2 separate regions of the Pan troglodytes genome follow, and region 1 is linked to region 2. The links are chromatin contacts, called in public Hi-C maps. All regions are on one chromosome and are shown on one strand. Each heading gives the region's core, a stretch centred on a gene start, on an enhancer-like site or on the middle of the called end of the contact. The rest is flanking DNA. Distances are from core to core; before and after follow the strand shown.

The links. A called contact is a pair of places that touch in the nucleus more often than the background predicts.
Region 1: a Hi-C map of induced pluripotent stem cells shows a contact between it and region 2, with 1.5 times the contacts expected there. The contact joins the enhancer-like site here to the promoter of SEMA3D in region 2. A contact is called at or near these places in 1 of 7 Hi-C or Micro-C datasets (induced pluripotent stem cells) and 1 of 1 datasets of contacts at active chromatin or transcription factors (stem cell-derived excitatory neurons).

What each region holds. Positions count from the first base shown.
Region 1 is chr6:95,096,311-95,100,201 of NHGRI_mPanTro3-v2.0_pri, forward strand. All of the region lies in intron 5 of LOC134810549 (a long non-coding RNA gene), which reads right to left. Among named protein-coding and RNA genes, the nearest start is that of SEMA3D, 560 kb to the left of the region's middle. Within about 2 kb of position 2,506, at least 2 of the 24 cell types and tissues checked have an H3K27ac peak or open chromatin away from gene starts, as enhancers often do. A contact at or near this core is called in induced pluripotent stem cells, where this site is marked.
Region 2 is chr6:94,537,342-94,541,125 of NHGRI_mPanTro3-v2.0_pri, forward strand. SEMA3D (semaphorin 3D) reads right to left here and starts at 2,284. Exons shown (of 18, transcript XM_016957662.4): 1 at 1,906-2,284.

The DNA.
Region 1 (3,891 bases), core at 1,256-3,755, 560 kb after region 2:
AATTGATAAACCACTAGATTGATTAACCAAGAAAAGATTCAGTTAAGCTGAATCATGAATGAAAATGGAGACATTACAGCTGATATCACAGAAATATAAAAGATTATTTGAGGTTACTATGAACACCTTTATGCACACAAAATATAAAGTCTAAAGTAAATGAATAAATTGCTAGAAACATACAACCTGCTAAGCATAAATCAGGAATAAATAGAAATCCTTAAGCGACCAATAACTAGCAGTGAGATTGAATCAGTAATAATAAAAATATATCTTCCAACAACAACAAAAGTCCATGACCAGATAGATTTACAGCTGAATTACACCAGACATCCAAAGAAGAACTTGTACCAACCTTATTAAAACTAGTCCAAAAAATTAAGAGGAAGGGAATCCTCCCTAACTCATTCTACAAAAACAGTATCATCATAATATTAAAGCCAGGAAAGGACATAACAAGAAAAAAAAAAGAGAAAACTACAGATTAATATTCCCAATTAACACAGATGTAAAAATCCTCAACAAAATATTAGCAAACTGAATCCAAAAGCACATCAAAAAGATAATTCACCATGATTAAGTAGTTTTCATCTCAGGGATGCAGGGGTGGTTCAATATATGCTAGGCAGTAAATGTGATTCACCACATAAATGGAATGAAAACAAAAACCAAATGATCATCTCAATAGATGCAGAAAAACATTTGATAAAATCTACCATCTCTTTGTAATAAAAACCCTAAACAAACTAGGCATAAAGGAACATATCCCAAAATAATAAAAGCCATATAAACCCACAGCCAATATCATGCTGAATGAGGAAAAGTAGAAAACATTCCGCTCTCAGAACTGGAACAAGACAAAGATGTCCACTTTCAACACTTCCATTCAAGGTAGTAAAAGACTTCTAGATTTGATAAACGAATTCAGTAAAGTCTCAGATTACAAAATTAATGTACACAAATCAGTAGTACTGCTACACACCAATGACCAAGCTGAGAATCAAATCAAGAACTCAATCCCATTTACGGTTCAACAGTTACAAAATCAATAAAATACCTAGGAATATACTTAAACAAGGAAGTGAAAGATCTCAACAAAAAGAACTATAAAACACTAATAAAACAAATCATAGAAAGAGGTGAGGGGTCAAGATGGCAGACTTAAAGCAGATTACCTGTGCTGCTGTCATGGAGAGAAATCAAAAGGGCTATTGAACACTGACTCTATAAGCTGATAATCAAACCACATCGGAAACTATCACAGCAGCGAGTGAACACAGAGAGCAAAGAGGAGCAAAGCTGGGCAGCAGCCAATCTGGAATCAATGTGGATCCAGGAGAAGCTCCACAAGGTAGGAAAGCATGAGGGAGTGACTGAGGGCCTCAGAGGGATTCATGCTCTACACAGGGACAGTGCTTCTAAACTGAGGCAGAGAGTCACCCAGAGACTTTGCAGAGATAGCTCCAAATTCTCGACCTCTACAATCCCTGGACCTGGAAATAGACCTTCGCCAGCACCATAGCCCCAGTAGAGGCTGCAGTCAGGGTGCCTGGGAGCAGGAAGATTCCTCTAACTGCCCTGCCCTTGCCAGACAAAGATCTGTCGAGCTTCTGGCCAAGCCATCCCACTTCTATCCAAACTCGGCTACACCCACTGCCTCTTGTTGCCCAGAATGCCCTGATGGCAGAGCAGGCAACCCCACCTACCCCCACCATTGTTAGGTGGGCAATGCCTGATGGAGCTTCTAGCTCAAAAGGACAGCAAGGCACAGCCTCCTGCTGTCCCAAGAAACACCCAAAGGGAAGGGTGGATGACCCCACTCACCTCCACCACTGCTGGAGCTTCCACTCCAGTGGTTCAGCTCCTGCCTGAACTCAGTCAGGGGGTGCAGCCTCCTGTTGTCTAGGAAGCACTTGGACAACAGGGAGGGTGACTCCGCCCGCTCCCACTGCTGGTAACCAGGCGGCCAATGCCTACTAGAGCTTCCAGCATCAGCCATCTCACTTCTGCCTGAACTCAATCAACACATGCAACCTCCTGTTGTCCTGAGAAGCCCCAGACGGCAGGGAGGGGGGGCCCACTCACGTCGCTGGTAGTCAGGCTGTGAACGCTTGCCAGAGTTTCCAGCCCAGTGGTTTTGCCTCTGTCTGAACTCAACCGGTGGGCAAAGCCTCCTGTTGTCCCTGGAAACACCTGGATGGCGTGGGCGAGGGCAGGGAGTGGTGGTGGTTTTACTCAAACCACCCCCATCTCTGTATTCAGGCCGGCCACACCTGCTAAAGGTTTTAGCTCAGTGGTTCCACTTCTGCCTGAACTCTGCAGGAAGGCACAACACCTTTTCCCCCCAGGAAGCATCTACATAGCAGAACAGGTGAATCCACCCACCCAGGCAGCTCCTAACTGAGCAGGATTTGAGGGCGTGGGCAGTGCTAAAGCAGGTGGGAGCCCTCATTCTCAGATCACTGTGAAATGTGACACCTGGGTTCCTAGGGTGGTTGGTGGAGGAACGAGGTGTGCCTCCCTCTACAGGGCCCACCTGACAAGGATACAACCTGCCTGCCAAATGTGGCCCCTGCCTGAGGGAGCCTTGTGGACCAGAATGCCCAACAAAAAAAAATGCAAGCACGGTGCCTATAATCGGAGGGGGCACCTACAAGGCCCAGGAGTAGACCAGGTGAGGGGGTCACCTCTCTCCCTCCTCACAACATACCACTACTGCTAACCGCACCAAAACACAAGAGTCATACAGTGTACTAAGAACCTCTCTGCTAACAGTCTTAAGCGCCACCTGCTGGATTGCAGCCCAAAATACAACGCCAAAATATTTTGCTCCCTTATAGTGCCTATTAAAACTAAGGCAAAGGTTCCTGACAGACCCCTACCCTAACCAACGCACATGCACCTCACACCGCTGCTGCAGTTGCTGACACGGCGCGAGTGACCACGGATCCCACTGCCACGTCCCTACAAAGCGCTCTGGCGGGCAACTTCCAATAGAATATTGAGGCCAGCACACTGGAAACACCTTGGCCCCTTCAGCCTAGCAGATTCCTAACCCCAAAGAACCAAAGAACAAAGCCAGGCACCTGTTATCAACCCCGTAAGTTAGAATATGCAGCCTAGGAGTGCTGAGGTGAGCTTTGACCACCTGAAATCTTACAGAAACAAAACCAATAGACAGAACAAGCCAGTCAATTAAACCCACAATCAAACTTCCAAGCACATCAAAAAAGGTAAAGACAGAAACTCCTGTGCAATGGACCTCAACTTCAAAGATTAAAGGAACAACATCCCCACAAATAAGAAAGAACCAGCACAAGAACTCTGGCAATTCAAAAATCCAGAGTGTCTTCTTACTTCCCAAACACTGCACTAGTTCCCTAGCAATGGCACCAGACTGAAATGGCTAAAATGACAGATGTAGAATTCATCATATAGATAGGAAGAAAGATCATTGAGATTTGGGAGAAAGTCAAAGCCCAGTCCAATGATTCTAAGGAATACAACAAAACAATACAGGCGATGCAAGATGAAATGGCTATTTTAAAGAAAGCCAAATTGATCTAATAGAGCTGAGAATATCACTTCAGAAATTTTATATATAATCTCAAGTATTAACAGCAGAATCAACCAAGTTGAGAAAAGAATCTCAGAACTCTAAGACTGGTTCTCTTAAATAACTCAGTCAGATAAAAATAAAATTTAAAAAATGAACAAAACCTCTAAGAAATATGGGATTATGTAAAGAGTCCAAATCTGCAATTCATTGTTGTCCCTGAAAGGAAACAGATAAAGCAAGAAACTTGGAAAACATATTTGAGGACATAGTCTATGAAAATTTCCCAACCTCACCAGAGAACATTCAAATTCAGCAAATACTCACTCAGGTAC
Region 2 (3,784 bases), core at 1,034-3,533:
CTGGCCTTTCCCTTCCAAGAGCCAAGGTCATTGCCCATCTCCCTGACCAGGGCCATCACTTTGCGCCTGTCAGCGATGGCACCCCTGACCCGTCTTATCTGCTGGGGCGAGTCTCAGAGACTCTAAGACCCGAGTGGGTTAAAGCAGTGGCCAGCTGGGGCTGATCACTCCCAACCCCGATCTTCTTGCTCATCCTCCTTGCTGTCTGGCCTCGGAGAAGGAAAAGGAGAAGGGAGGGCATCACTGGAGTGATGACATGTGTGTCTTCTTGCTCATCCTCCTTGCTGTCTGGCCTCAGAGAAGAAGGAAAAGGAGAAGGAAAAGGAGAAGGAAAAGGAGAAGGGAAGGCATCACTGGAGTGATGACATGTGGCTCTCTCCCTTCTCTGCCCTTCACATTTTTCTTTCCACGTGCAGAACTGGGAAGGCTCTGACCACCCCTGCCCCCGCGGTTGCCATGGTTACACAATAGCAGCAGCACCAGACCCAGGAGATGTCTCAGACCTCTCCTCTACCTCCGCCTCAACCCTTCCCTCTCTGTTAGGAAATCCTCCCCCTCGTCTCTGCGCGCCCCCACCCCGCCATCCCCCGCTAGCGCACACATGCAGGAGAACCCTTTTTAGGCTAAACCGGAAAGTTTATGTCTTCTCCCCTCTTCTTTTGCTTGTGCAAATAGCACTAAGCTAAACGGAAAGTGGTGGGGTTTTGGTGATGAAATAAGAGTCCACGCACAGAAGCTTGCCTTTTATTACCGCTTCGCTCAAGGCGAAATCGCTGAAAGTTCGGCTATTTAACTCCTGTCCCCGTAACTCGGAATCCCGGACACCAGCGGCCCCAGCTGCTGGCGCGCGGCTCTCTTCCAGTCCCCTGGATCCCAAAGCGCCCTGCCACAGCGCGGCGTCTCCTCCTCCTGTCAACTTCCCTCCTTGCACTGTGACGGAGGCAAAGCAACTCAGCCCAGGAGGTTGAACTCGAGTCATTAGAGAAGGAGAAACAGTGCCGAAAACGGCCCGTGCGCTACCAGGGTAGCCCATTAACGCATTAACTCCGGGCTTGTTGGGCAGAAGCCGGGAGGAAACACCCTGGGGACCGCACTCCTGGTTAAATGCCCAGCACGAGTCAAATCCGGCCTTTCCAAAGCGAGCCAAGCCCACTACTACAAAGAGATCCCCCGAGTGTTTTGCCTTAACCACATTTCAGACAGCCAGCTTTGTGGCTGCTGTTTGACTCCAACTTTCCCTCTAAATCTAAAAGGATGCACACTTCCATCAGACGGAACGTCGCGATTCCCCGGCGAGGAAAAAGGCGTCGCCCATTCCTCTTCCAAAACGCTACAACAAAAACCACCACGCTTCCCTTCCTTCTTCCTTGCCCCTTTCCCTTCTCCCAGACCAACAAGGAAAGGAGCGAGCGAGGGCGCAGATGCCCTTTGGTCAAGTCCTCCCCGGATGTTCCCGACCAAAGCGTCTCCAAATGAACCTGCAGCCTGCGGAAGCCGGGGACACATTCATAGACGCTCTCTGCTGCCCAGACCAGGAGGGGTGATGGGGGAACGAGGAAGCCAGGGAGAGAGCAAAGTTCCTGGACGCGTCTCAGGAGGAAAACTTTGTGCAGTGCTGCCAGGCGGAGGCTCGTCAGAAGGCTCCGCAGCTGCTGAGGCGGGGTGGGACTGCGCCCCAGGGGCCGCGCTGAAGCTGGCGCCGCGATTACTGCGCACCGATTTCGCCCACTCTCTGTCCGCTCCCGGGAGCCTTCTCTGTCTCAGGACGGTTCCTTATCTCCCAGACCATGCTCGTCCTCCACTTCGGACCCACAGCCACCCCCAAATCCCGGCTATCCCCGCTTAGCACCGCGGTCTCCAGCACACCCTCCCACTGGAGTAGCAGGTGACCCAAACCAGACTTACCTGCTGTGAACTCTTCTCTCCCTCTCTCTTTTCCTGGTGCCTTTTCAGGGAGAGGGGAACGGGATGCAGGCTGAGGTCCAGCGGCGCGGCAACCCGGGGCACCGGCGCGCGTTCCTCTGAGCCGCAGCCCTGGCTGAGCAAGCGGAGCCGCCGGCAGCCCTGGCAGAGCCGGGAAGCTGCGGCCGCAGGGGCCAGGCCGGGAGGCAGGGGGCGCTGCTGCCTCCCCCGAGCGCCGCGCTAGGACAGGCGGAGAGCAAGGCACCAGCTGGAGCTTTGGGGAGGAGAGGGTGGCGAGGAAAGGCACGCTCCAAACAGGAGGGCGGCTTTTAAGTTTGTGGTGTGACCGCAGCAGCTGTCCTGGGAGAGACTCAGTCTTTCTAAAAAGAGGATGCTGAAAACGCCGGGGATTACCTTTCCCCTTCCGATCTCCTCCCCCAGCCCTCGCCCCCTCCTTCCACTGCGCACGCCAGAACTCCCAAGCGTGCAGAAGTTCATCCCTGCTGCGCCGAGGCTGCCAGCAGCATGGATTTAGAGGTAGCCCTGGCCAAGCGCTGACGGATGTTTATCAGGACAGGGCACCCTATGTGTAAAGCAACCTCTAACGTCTGATCTTCCTTCTGGGTGACTTGGGGACTTCTTTAGTTCCTTCCCTATACCATAAAACCTGTTAAGGGACCCCATGAGGAAGAAACAGGGAGAGTGACCACAAACACCGTCCTAAAAATGCTAATCCCACAAAACAGTACCTGCGTTCCACTATGTAAAACCTCAATCCACGGTTAATGGCCTTGACAAGGCAGGCATAGGGATGAGGAACAGGGATCAACCCTCCGTTAAGGGGCTGGCACCCGATAAAGACCAAACAGGGAGAGATAAAAACGAGTAGAATGTAATCCTTTCTTCCTCTTTCCCTTACGCCAGACCTACAAAGAGGTGTGCCTCATATTCTTGTCTTCGGGAGTTTTTTAGATTTTTGCACCCCTTATTCACACAGTAGGAACTTAGAAGTATATAATGACGAGAAGATCTAAGTTTTGATGAACCTGGAACCTATGCAATTGGAATAGAGGATCCTCTTTAAGCAAAAGTAATGCAGAAATATCTCACTTCTACAGATTCTGCAAAAATATATGACAATGAGAGTTCATGAGGCCACCGTCAGGGACATTAAAAAGGCCTGTGCATTTGGTGAGCCCTGTAAGTTAGGCATTTTTAGCTGCATGGTAAATCCTTTGTGATGGGAAATCCAGGTTTATAGTCACACACCTTGCCCTTAGTCCCAAACATAAATCTGACATGAGGTAGAGACATGGAAAGAAAGCAGCCACGGGATCCTGCATTTGTCAGCTTGATTTAAGAGCACAAGGTGTAGGGTCCCAAAGCTTCCTTAGCAAGTAACAAGAGATATCTTGATTTGGAGATGGTGAACAGACAAATGCAGTAATGGAATAACTGAAAGGGGTGGAAGACATTCTTCATTTGACCTTTTATCTGTGGCAGAGGGCTGAGGGCCACAGAAGCTAAAGGAGTCATTTTAAGTTATAGATGGTTGATGGCAGAGTCAGGCTAAGGAAAGGCTCAGGTTTCCCAAATCTGATCAAGGCTCTTTCTTGTGTCTCATGCTGCCCCATCTCTATAACCTTGGTTTGGACTCACAACCAATCAACCCCACAAAAACCCTCTTTGGATAGAGAAAAAAATTTTAAATCCTCGTAGACTATTTCAAACTATAGCAACTTTTATTTTTTTCTGAATGCTTTATATTTAATGTTATACCACTCATTCTGTACATAGTCATGCAATTGTTTATTGTATGTTTCTATGTGTTTATATTATTTTCATTTGTATATGTCATTGCACTTCCATGCAAATTGCAATG